Linked DNA regions of Dromaius novaehollandiae: region 2 is linked to region 1. A link is a contact called in public Hi-C data. All regions are on one chromosome and are shown on one strand. Each heading gives the region's core, a stretch centred on a gene start, on an enhancer-like site or on the middle of the called end of the contact. The rest is flanking DNA. Distances are from core to core; before and after follow the strand shown.

Evidence for each region. Hi-C and Micro-C count contacts between places; a contact is called where the count stands out from the background.
Region 2: a contact with region 1 is called in a Hi-C map of brain, with 6 times the contacts expected there. The contact joins the promoter of CEP43 here to the enhancer-like site in region 1. A contact is called at or near these places in 2 of 4 Hi-C or Micro-C datasets (brain and liver).

The regions. Positions count from the first base shown.
Region 1 is chr3:78,860,245-78,866,816 of bDroNov1.hap1, forward strand. All of the region lies in intron 2 of RPS6KA2 (ribosomal protein S6 kinase A2), which reads right to left. Among named protein-coding and RNA genes, the nearest start is that of RPS6KA2, 17 kb to the right of the region's middle. Within about 2 kb of position 1,742, at least 2 of the 2 cell types and tissues checked have open chromatin away from gene starts, as enhancers often do.
Region 2 is chr3:78,939,587-78,945,894 of bDroNov1.hap1, forward strand. It overlaps CEP43 (centrosomal protein 43), which reads left to right and starts at 2,021. Exons shown (of 12, transcript XM_026109876.2): 1 at 2,021-2,348. The coding sequence starts at 2,259.

The DNA of each region.
Region 1 (6,572 bases), core at 492-2,991:
ATAAAGACACTGCACTGCTCACTGGACAGTTGTGCTGGCTGCTAAAAAGATACGAGTGAGGGATATAGATGAGCTCTTTCCTTAGCCTAGATGGTTAGAGCTCAAATTGTTGGAAATCCTTCAGTTAGAGATCTTAGTTTTTCCCAAGTCTCAGCAGCTGCCCATAGTGGATTGCAAGTCCTCACACCCTTCTCAGCTTCAGTCACATTCAGAATGCAAAAGAGGTCTTCTTAGAAGGACATTTAAAAATGAACAACATAGCCAACAATGTTCTGCCACTCTCCACAGGTTGACAGGTGCTTACTGAAGCCACCATCACTGTTTGCAGTGAAATGTAAGATACCAGGAGGAGGATTTGGCCACGTGTTTTCTGTTAGGACATAGAGAGCACCTCTAGCATTCCTTAGCAGGTATCCTTACAAAACAGTGCTGCATGTAGACACTAACTAATGCCCCAGAAGAATCATACCCTCATCACATCACACTATGCACAAGTTAAGAAACTATATGGTGCACCCTACCTCCCTGCTCTGGAGCCTGTCTGGTGATAACAGATGAAGATTTTTGCAGCACATCACTTTATATTCCCCATCCTTAAAGAAATGACAATAGATCTCTGCTGATGTTATCTTTGCCTGAAAGCCGATTTATCCATAGTTATGAAAAACTCAGGTTCTACCCATGAGGGATAGCTAGTCCTCAAATAAATAAGCTTACTTAGGACCTGAAGCACTGAATCAATGGAAATACTTCTTTCCATGTTAAAGGGGATGGAACTGACCACGCGGACTGTTAACTGCCCTTCTGTAGATTATTGAGAATACTGCATAGGCTGACTTTGAACAAGAGAGTATACAAGTGCTTTACCTACCTCCTTAAGTACCTGAACATTGTGCAGTTTCCAGAAAGACTGGGCATCATTCAGTGCTTGATGCATGGATTCTATTCAATACAAGTTAGAAAGACTGACTTGCCAAAATTCTTTGAAGGTTCAGAGATGGGGGGAAGAGGGAAAGATATTATGATCAAGGTGTTGATGAAACTCCTTAAGAAGAGATGGACCCAGCAGAAGGGAGATTCACAAAAGCCAACTTTAGCTTAAAACAGCTAAATTTCCTAGAACTAATTCTAGAGTTGCGGGATTAAAAAAAAAAAAAAAATCCTTGAAAATGGCAATTTGGTACACTTAAACTCCTGCTCTGCAAAAGGCACCCTTTAAAGTCATTTCTTCCATTGACTGAAGTCTCTAAATTTTCTCTTCAGTCTCAAAATGCTAAATTTGAATGTTCTTTATCTGCGTAGTGTTTGCTCCATCCTGCCAACAGCAGCATTATCTGTGTGTCTGTCTTCATACATCCTCTGATCATCTCCTCCCCTCCCCCTACCACTTTCAACAACTCCAGTTTCCTTTCCTTTTTCTCCATGCTTTAAAGATGTGTCACTCCTAAACAACTTCTTCATTGCTGGCCAGCCCCACCTCTGTTATGCTGCAGAACACTAATGCTGTAAAATAACAACATGACCACACTCAGTTTGAGACAACTTCAAATATCATAGTTAAATCAGAGGTGCTATCCCAACTGATAACTTTTCCAATATCAAAGGCTTCAAGTCACCCTAAATTTAAAGTACATTCTTCTGTACTTTTTAAGAGCTTCAAAAGCCATTTGTTCAGTTTTACTTAACTTGCACTAGGCGTCAGTATTGTCTACAATATAGCATGGCTGAAACTAGTTAAGTCACACACAGAAGACCAGTATTTATTAAGTGCAGCACAGTGCTTCCCTCCTTAACAAATAAGGTTCATATTTGTATAGCACTGAGTTTGCAAGAACACAGCCTGCTTTTTGTTGTCACAGAAAAGTGCTAAGTAATAACATGCTTTCTTTTAAAATGCATTTTCTCTCAAAGCTGATCTAGTCTTGCAAAGAGATCAAAGTAAAGCAAAATAAAGGGGGGGGGGACACTGGGGGGAACAACATGTACATATAGCTGCAAAAGCACTCTGCAGTCTGGTTCTCTAAGCACATGAAGCTGACAGACTTCCATGCTTATTTTGGGGGAGCAAGGATTTCCCACTTGTGATTACTGCAGGGGGAAAGAAAAGCAAATAAAAGCTGTTTTGCAAGAAACAGAACTAACAGAGGCTGGTTTTCAACAGATTTATAGCCATTGTCCCTCACACTCCTTCCTTCTCTTTTCCTTTTTTGGAGGGTCACAGAGACACGCAAGGAAAAAATATATGCTAACTGATCAGACAGCACGTACCAGCCCGTTGGCTGTTGCCAAGTGGAATTCTGCCTTTTCCTCCCCTGGTAGGGCACTGTTTTGAGTCTCTCACCTCCCCTCATCTGCTGATTTTCAGAAAACTTGAGAATAGGGATGTCTCTAGGGTGCCTACCCCACTTTCAAGTCTGACTGAAGCTGGCCATATTTAAAAATTACTATTGGAAGCATACTGTCAGGGCAGTCATATAAGTCTTGTCCTATTAGGAAAATACTAAGGATTTACCAAGCAAAACACTATTGTTTGCACTGATTAAGTTCAAAACCTGTCAACCTTGACATCTTTTAACAACAAACTGCTGCACAATTGTTTGCTTACAGGGCAGACAATATCAGAGTATGGGAATTTTCAGTACAATTCTTTAAACAAGAATCATCTTTTTCCCCATGGAAACAGACTGTGGGTATGTCTACACTGCAATTAGAATTTGACTGCAGGATTTTTGCTAGCTTCAGTCTAAGTAGCTCAAGTCAATATAGCAATGCTTGCCAAAATAGCATGGACTAGGCTCTTCAGAAGCTGAGTACACACCAATTAGTCAAAGTTTATGTTGTCATCCCTTAGCTTCTTTTCATACGGAACTTAACCTATCCCAGCAGCCTCTTAAGACACGTACATTGCCCTCTCTGAAATTACTTCAGTGTTCGTTGTTCAAAAACCTAATGTATCAGAATGACTTTAAAAGATATCTTTTTCCCCTCCTCTAAACAGAGTCACTTAAAATGTTTATCAGTAACATAAACATAGAACAGGAGATGTGACACTCCCCCTATCACAGATGGAGGTACCCAACAGATTTTTCTGATTTAGTTGGTACTTTCACCTATGGATGCTCCCTAGTCCAGACACTGGAAAATGAGAGTTTTGCAGCTGAACAGACCATGGGACAGGAGACATCCTCCATAGGAAAATCTATACTGCCAAACCTCCACAAGCAAGCCTTGTGTTCTACCTACTCTAAAGCTCTGACTACTGGAGTCACATGATTAGGTGAAACTTCATTTGGGGGATTTTAATTTTGAACATTTCTAACTTGTTTGGCGGTGAAGAGCTTAATGTGACTCAGACCAGCTTTAAAAATAAATAAATAAATAAAAGCATTACATGATCTTATCTACATGATCTTTTTCTTTATTTTTACAAGGAGATGAAAGACAGTTTTAACATCATGAGTTAGTGACCCTCAAATTAAGTGACCTAGACAATATATTTTATATATAAAGGTAAACTATATATTTATATAAATGATATATGTGAATAACCAATTTATTTATAAAGATGGCCAATGGTATCCTGGACTGCACTAGGAAGAGCACTGCCAGCAAGTCTAGGGAAGTAATCCTTTCCCTCTACTCAGCACTGGAGCAACTGCATCTAGAGTGATGGGTCCAGCTCTGGGTTCAGCCATAAAAGAAAAGCATGCATATACTGGAGCAAGTACAGGGAAAATGATAAAGGGATAGAAGCATCTGACATAGAAGGGGAGGCTGAGACAGCTGGGATTGTTTAGCCTGGAAAACAGAAGGCCCAGGGGGGACCAGATCAATGTTTAGAAATATCTGATGGGGGCCTGTAAAGAAGCTGGAGCCAAACTCTTCTCAGTGGTGCTCAGTGACAGAAAAAGAGGCGAGGGGCACAGACTGAAACACAGGAAATTCCACCTGAACTGTGAGGGTGACTGAGCACTGGAACAGCTTGCCCAGAGAGGCTGTGAAGTTTCCATCCCCAGAGATATTCAAAAGCTATCTGAACAAGGTCCTGGGCAACCTGCTCTAAGTGACCCTGCTTGAGCAGGGGGGTTGGACTAGTTGATCTGCAGACATCACTTCCAACCTCAAGCATTCTGTGATTCAGACAGTGCCTGATAGCCAGGTGTAACTGGAAGAGAAAAAAAAATAGGAACCAAGAGAAACAGCTTCTCCAGTTTCTCTCTCACCCCTCCCCTCCCCCAAGACACTTTTGGAGGATCTCTCAGCAAACCAATGGCAGAACAGAATTTCATAGGGTTTCTCTGCCCTTTTCACTGTGGCAAAGGAAGACAAAGCCCAAGCTCCCTCTCTCAGCTTGTGGCAGAAACTCACCCAACATTAGTCATGCTGTAACTGCTACAGGGGAGGCATCCAGCACCTGTATTTTCTGCTTCAACAAAATGAGCAGGATTTGCAAGTGTTCCCCATCCTCCAGAAGGTCTTCTCTTATACTGAAATGAACACACTAAGCCGAGTTAGATTTCCTCCTCAAAATGGCACAAGCTATTATATTCAGACAGCCAGAGAAAACAGAGTCCTACACTGCCTCCACTGCAGTCAGCATCTGCCTTGTGTAGCACTTATGGCATAGTTCTATGCTTCCCCCAGCTGTCTGCCAGGGATAAGGAACTGCTGTATCTAAAGAAGCTCTTCCAGTTATTCACACAGGGTATGTCTACATTAGTTAAAGGAGAATGAGAAAAGGCAAGAAGAGTGAGCTAGGTAAAGCAGTATTTTAATGGTCCTTTCTCTCCCGGGGCCTGGGACTGATCTCATTCCAGCTGTACAGTTGAGATACAGTACCTCTGCTCAATGAAAAGGATGAGACGCTCTACTCAGATTAGCCTGCATAAGCATACTGTAAGCATTTGCTCTGCACATATACATTTCCTGATGGACAGTGGCTTATCTATAAGTAAATGCATAGCTGGCCTTCTACCAATAAAGCTGAAGGCTAAGTCTTTCAACAGGGCAAGGATTACCATGTAACATTTCTGCCAGGCATAAATTATCATATTTAACAGGAGGTTCAGTATATTGCCACAGGACAACAAGCTCTCTCCCTTAATATGCACAAAAATATTAACATGGCTAACCCAGAGTCACGTTTATCTCATTCAGAACTGTGTGTCATAAGAAAAAAGTTAGAAAGAAGACTCACATGTGTTCACTAATATGCACAGTTGTTAAATCACCAGATAGTAAAATTTTTTGTCCACTTGTTGCCTGTAAGTATGTCTGCAACACACCTTTAAATGTCACCAAGATACCAATTTAAATACCATGAACGAGTTGTAATGCCCCGACCGCAAGCACAGAAAAAGAATTACATGGAAATATCAGAGAACAGATACTAGATAAATGCCACAGCAAAAAAAAAACAACAAAAGCGAAGGGGGAGAGGTGTTTGATTTTTAAGTCTGTTTCAACTCGTTCTGCAATAGCCAGAAGCATCTTCATCTCCAGCCATTAAAAACAAGCAAAAAAAAAATATCCAAAAAACATCAACATCCTACACTATGAAAGGTCAGACAGTTCCTGAGGAAACACCTTGTGGCTGTCCTCTTATCTCAGCTTGCAAGAAATACTATATTCCCCGCATTAAACAAAATATATAGCAAGCACTGTCCATCGATGTAGGTATTCCTGAAAGTGAACTCTGCAAAGATAATCCAATTCACAGGAAAGAGAATCAATAAAAATTCTGTGCCAACCAACCCACTCTGTATCTGTCATCAGAACTTAGTGTACAATTACTTAACTAGCCTCTAAGCTACTACAAAAGTTAGAGATGAGAAATTCAAGTCCTTACTGTAAGTATGTTGCCAGTCTAACATAAAACTTAAATAAAATTTGTTAGAGCTAGACTTTGACATTATCTTCTCCGCACACTCAATTGCTAACAGTGTGAGAGATCATTTATGCATCTGTGGAGACCCTAGCAGGTGGTTTGAACTGGAGGGCCTCCCCAGACACACCTCCATGTGAATCAAACCTTGCTTGGTGCCTAGCCCTGCAGGAACTGTGCTCTAGCTATGCCTGGCACCCACAGGGCTGAGGAGCAAAGGCCACTTTTGGACTGTTCTGTGTGCTGACAAACAGGCCAGCCCATAGGAAATTGCACTAGGAAACTTTCCCTCTAAGTAGACTTTATCACCCCACCCCTCTGCAACCAAGTCAATACCAAGTCTGGGAGGCTGAGAGGTGCTAAGCATCACTATGCTGTGGCTTTATTACTAGAAATATAAAATAGCCCTTCTTCTCCAGTTACTCTTCCCTTTCTAAGAAGCCTCCCAGAATGATTTGAAAGAAGACTAAGAGATCAAGCATTTTAAAGACATCCTTAGCTAAAAGCATATGGGGGGGGGGGGGGGGGGGAAGAGAGAATTACTGCCTTATTCAGCTGAACCAAATGCTCAAGATAGCTTCCAAGACCACAACTGTGGCATTCCAAGCAGGGCATTCTGCACCTTCAACTACCAATGCTGTAATCTGTAACACAGCCCGCTGGCACGTGCCACAGGAGGTGGAAAAAA
Region 2 (6,308 bases), core at 771-3,270, 80 kb after region 1:
AGTTATTCACCATCTTGTTTCAAGCTTACCACTGAAGTTTATAGCCTATTTTGCCTTTTAAATAGATAATGATTTATTCTTATTGGTGAGTTAGATATTCCTCAAACCATTCAAAAAGGAACCTCAAGTTTTCATATAAGTTGATTCCACATTTCTAAAATGTATGTGTAACGTTTGTTTTTGTTAGATTAAAAAAATTACAGGTCCTTATCAGATGGTAGCTGTGGCACTTCACAGATAAATTAAATTACATGTTTTCCCCAATATACAAGCAGTGTAACTAATTCAGTATAGCAGAGTATAATGGATTGCTCCAAGATGTTTAAGGACAATTTATAAAAGTGTTATCAGATAGGCTTAATGTTGTATGCGCTTCATTTTTTTCATATTTTTGTCAATGTATTTGTTTTGGTTAAGCAGCATTAGGAATGAAAGCTGTATGAAAAGAGTTTGCTGCAGTTTTAAGAAGTTATGAAATCTGTGCCACTTTATGTTAAAACATTGATTTCAGATCCTGTATTTCACAGCAACAGTCAGTCACTTCCGTAGCAAGAAAAATATAACTAAAAAAGCCCAGATCACTGGTCATCAAAAAACAGAATGATTTCATTATTTAGTTTTATTTCCTATCACAGCACATCATACAGTCAAATTATTGTTTCAGCTTTGTTTTTATATAATTCACAAACAAAAAAATCCTGAGCGCCTACCAGATATTTCCATCCATTTTTGTGAATAAAAGAAGAAAAAAGATCATAAGTATACCAGGCATTACGTTTCTGAAGTAATGTTTTGCTTCTGGTAGGGTTTTGAAAAGCTAGATCTAAACTTCATTTATTATTACAGTTTTGTTTAAAAAGTGCACTGTTGCAGGCTTACTTTAATACACTTTTGCATTGAAGTGAAAGGTTGCCAATGTTTCCAAGACTCAGGATTTTAAAATGTAGTGCTATATTCTTTGTGCAGGTATGGAAACGGGCTCAGAGATCCAGCATGCCTCTGGAGGATTCAATAAAAACAGGACAGTACTGGTGACACCTGACTTACCAGGCTTGGTTGGTATTTAAGACATCACTGATGAATTAGTGCCACCTACTGCATGCTTTTGAAAGTAGTATCAACCGCCAACAATACCCTTATCATACTTCATCTATGAGGAACATTTGCACGCTTTGAATATTCATAACTTCTGAAATTCTTCATTATATAATTGAGTTCTCTTCAAGAAAAATCGTAGAAAGTTCAGGAGATAAGGTTCAGTCAGAATCTTAAAAAGGTCAGGAAAAAAAGAGTAAAAGATTTTCCCCAAAGCAACGTGCAGTGCTTGCAAATTAATCACTGCATCCTCGAAAGCTTTGTATCGTTTTTAAGAAATGATAGCGTTGGAGCCTCCTGTTCCTAAAAGCACCTGCTGGTTATAAAATAAATATTGTTGACCTATTTCAAATACTTTTCGATCCCTGCTTTGCTTGTGTTGAACGGAGCGGGTACACGTACTTTCTGAGATCTCTCTCAGCCCACTACCACTCTGAGAAAGTTGTTCCTTCCCCGCTCAGAGGAGGGGAACTACGTTTCCCTTTCTACTGAAACGGGGCTCAACACCTGAGAAGGGGGAGGAGAAGGGTTCTTCGGTCCTCAAAGCTGTTTCAGTGCCTCCCTCCACGCACACACATGCACTCTTTCTTTCGGCGTTGGAAAGAGCCGAGTGCGGGGGAAGACCGGCCCTGGGGAACCTCGCTTCCCCTCGCTAGGGCCCGCGGCAGGCACGGCCGTTACAGTCCGCGCGGCCGTTGGGCGCGAGCGCAGCCCGGCGCGAGCCCATCGCGGTGCGCAGGGCTGCCCTGCCCGGGGAGAGCACCAAGCTAGGGCGGGAAAAGGGCTCAGGGACTGCTCACAGGGACCTGGCAGATAGCGCCGCTACCAGCTGTGCCGTCGCGATGACGTTAAAGACAAACAACGGCGTAGTTCAGCCGTTAGCGCCATCACCCGCTTTAAACCTCCCGCCCGCCAATCGCGGCGCCGGCAGCCGCGCTGCCTATTCGCCGCCGCACTTTCCAGGTGCCGCGGCCGGAGGGGCGCTGGCTGGTCGCGGCCTCACTGCGTTCCCTTTCGGGCCGCCGCTGAGGGTCATCACCGGTCGGCGGCGCCTCGTGTGCTCGGGTCGGCCGCTGGGTTAGTGCCTCCCTCAGCGCGGAGGCGAATCTGCCGCGCTCGTCCAGCCGCTAGCGCAGTTTGGGCGGTTGTCAGGGAGAAACAAGATGGCGGCCGCAGCGACGGAGGAGGACACAGAGCTGCGGGACCTGCTGGTGCAGACGCTGGAGAGCAGCGGGGTGCTCAATAAAATTAAGGTGGGAGGAAGGGGACCCTCGCGTTGGCACGCGCGCCTCGCGAAGCGCAGAGGCAGGGAAGAGCCCCGGCCGGCGCCAGCGGCAGTTAACGGCCGCGCGGGGGGATGGGCTGGGGCTTCGTCCCCTCTCCGTGGCGCGTCTAGCCGGTGTTCCCGGCCGGGGCCTGTGCCAGCGCCATGGCCTGGCGGGGGCGTCGGCCGCTCCCTTAGTGCTCCCCGGCCACTCCGTCCGCTCGGCGGGGAGCCGGGTACAGCGCCTGCCTCGCGAGGTGGAGCCGGTACGTGCTCCCCGCGGGCCGGACGGGAGGCCTGACCGCTGCGTGAAGTCTGTCTGGCGGCCGCAGCATTAGCGAAAGCGCCTAGGTGGGGAGAGGGAGGGGGGCCCGCGGCCGCCGCAGGGATCCTGGCGTCTTGGCTGCGTGCTTTCGGGCCCGCAGACACGCTGTGGTCGCAGAAGCTCTATTGCTCCTCTCCTGCTGCTGCTAAAGGCGCTGCAAACGTTCAGCCACCAGGTCGTGTTGGATGGAGTGGACAGGATTTCTCTCTTATTCGATCGAAAAGTCCTCACTGAAAATTTCAGCCAGGAATCCTTGAGGGTTGCTGCTTAAACACGGCTTCTTCTGTGTATGAGTGAGCTTAAGCTGTGTCTTGAAGGTCTGCTAATCCAGGGAAGCGCCTAGGCATGCTGCCTAGCTACAGGGCACAAATACTGCTACGTTAAGAAGCTATATGGAGGGCAGTGTTGTAGTGGGGTGTAAGGTTTTCTCTGTTGTAGTTGCTTCCATGCCTGTACTGTAGCCTGGGCTTCTGTTAGCAAGAATATGAAAACTGCTTCTTAAGGATTCTTGTTCAAGCAATAACTATTGTGCACAGCAAAGAGCCATACAAACAACAAGCTGTTGGACCCCCTTCTAGGCCAGGAGAGAAATGAAGCTTGAATTTCAAATCACAGATGGTGATATTTTTTTCCCCCAGAATACTATTTGAAGCATTTCAAGAGGTTGCTTATCACTGGCATTTCAGGAACATTTCAGTGACTGAAACAGTTGATGGAAATGAGAGTTTGTGTTTGTGTGTGCGTACAAAGAAAATACAAAGTCACTTTAAAGTCCATTGGATATTTGGCTGGATTCCATAATTTTCAGTAGAATGGTGTTATGTCTCATGGCTAAGGCCATGCACTCTGTGAATTCATAGGGTTTCTTCTTAGTTGTAATTCTTAATTGCCACACTAGTTTGGCTATCTGTTGATTGTTAGTAGCTTATGGAATTTGTTCTGTTGGTACTTGACAAACAGTCCTTTGTCTTCCAGAAGAATTTAGAGTAAACTGGTCTTAAAAGGTTAGCTTCTAATTTAAATTAGATAAAAAACGGGCGCCATGCTTTCCCTGAAATAAATTAAGCATATTTCTGCTCAGTATTGTTTCCTGAACTATTGCATATATGTCAGTATATTATGTGGCAGAATTGAGAAAAAAATAGCAATTGCTTTGCTAATGTGTAGATTTTATACACCGGAATGAGTACTGCTCATTTTCTAAGATCGGTGAGGCTAGAAAGTAAATTGCAGTGATGTGTCTGAGATTTGTAAAAATAGATACATTAAAGAGCAAATTATATGGCTAAAGTACAGCTGAGTTGGTGTGAAGAAAACTCTGGTAAACCTCTGGCAAAACAGGTAAAGAACACTGTGCAAGGATTAGAAATAAAGTGGAATAATATGGACAGATAGAATGTATGAGGCTGTCAGTATTTACATTTGGGAACATATAACAATTACTTTACCAGTCATTACAAAAGAAGAAAACTTATGGTGATACCTTTGTCCTCTAGTACACAATACGATTTTATAATGGATTGCAGTTTTAGGGTTCTGGTTTATTTTGAGGTTAATTTCTTGGGCATATTGGTTTTGATGTAAATTATTTAGCTGGATGATGATGATAATAAAATCTTAGTTACTATGTAGACAAGTCCCAAACAGACTTTTAAATTGTCATACTTTCCTTTGCTCAAAGCCTAAGGTGAGTTTAATGACGTAATACTGTGAAAACTGAAAGATGTGTAAATATATTTGCCATGTCTAGTTGAGAAATTTCCTATCTTTAGACTGCTGCAGATCAAACTGCTTTCTTTTGAATACTGTAAGAATGCTTGTATAAAATGTAATTCTGGATGTTTGTACTTTATTAAAAATTTTTATTGATACTACAAATGTGATGCATGCTGTAGAATTACAGAAGGACTTCTCTCTTGAAGAGCATGTGATCCTTCTCTCTCCTAGGGAAGCTGTCGTCATCTGACCAAGAAGAGTGATTCTTCTTATTGTGTTCCTTTTTCATCTTATTTTATGTTTTTCTTTGTGTCTGTTAATCTTGTTTTTCCAGGAGAAACAAGTTTCTGCCACCTTAGTTTTACCGCATCACTGGAACTTGCTGTTACTATGAATATGGGGGAAATCAAGCATTATAAAAATTGTATGACTAGTAACACTTCTGGCCAGATTATACTGTTCTTGCTAATTTGGTTCAAGAACTAAAAAGTTGAGGTACTGGCAAATAATGTGTTGAGAATAAGAGAAATGAAATATTGTTTGTCAAAATGGTCCGTTAACTGTATTTTTGCAGATCAGTTAAAATTGTCAAACTTGTTTTCTCATGCCCTTTCCATGTATTATAACGCATAATGTCTTTACATGTCTTTGAATTATTAACTATCGTGATCAGTATACTTATTTTTAAAAATAACAATTTAATATTGATTTCAGTTTAACTGAAATTCAACATTTAAATGCGAGTGTGTTGGTACTGCTGTTTTGGATGTATCCTAAGAGTGAGAACTGCTTGGGATATGTGAAGTAAGAGCAGGATAAACTGCAGTAATAGTTGCAGGTATGTAGAACTTACATCTTTTAGATATTTACTACTTCTCCATGATATGAATTTTCCTCTCTATTTTCCAGATGTTTTCTTTTCCTTTATACAGACAGACAGCTTAACATACTGAGCCAGTTAGGGCTGCTTAAACTAAGTTGAAGGATTTTGCCCTGAAGTGGACAAAGAATAGTCATGCAAACTACTGACAATACTCAAAGACGAGAGAATGTCACAGACTTTAAAAGTGGGGAGTGACAGAAAAGGTATCGAGTAACATTGGTAATGAAGTTGCTGTTTCCAGTTTGGTGCCAGCTTTGGATTCATGATGCCTACAGACAAGTGAGAAAAGGTCCTGGTTTAGCCTGAGATGATTACGAGTGGTTAGAGAAGAGAGCTTACTGCTTTGCCAGTCTTGCTCTGTATCTAGGAAGGTGTGACGGTCATTTTGGAGTTGGAAGTGGAGATGCTGGAAGTTATGCACTGCTGTTAGGAAGATGCCCGTGTGCCTGTGGTACAATTTCATGTATGGAAGAGATTTATGCTTATGCATGTGTGGGGTTGTTTCAGAGCCCTGGAGCAGGTGGCAGTGACATATCCCTGTGCTTTGCCTGGAAGATCTGTAATCAATTTACATCAGCAGCAATGCTTTCTTTTCTTTTACCCTACAAAATCTTATGGGTTACTTTAACCACTTCACTGCCCTAATAATACATTCAACCACGGCTATCTGCCAATGCATGTATATCAATAATTGAATGCAAGCTTGCAGAGGGGGAGTTTTGCACCTTCAGCTGGGCCTTTGCAGATCTCTGAAGTGCAGGTCTCCCTTGCTGATACTTGCTGAACATGCCTACCTTTTGCTTCTTTAGGGATGCTTAAGTTGCCTGTGTGTGGCTTCAACATCTCTAAGTGTTCAGCTACCAAAGCAGAATGAGAATGGTGGTCGTGTATGCGTTTGACAACTTGAAGCTTCTATTGTACTTTCTTCTAATGGGTCCTCGATACAAAAAGTCCCAGTGCTTCCTTTGCAAAAGCCGCAGAAATTTGTGAGGGTTTTTAGAAATGATGTTGAGAGATGCATGAAA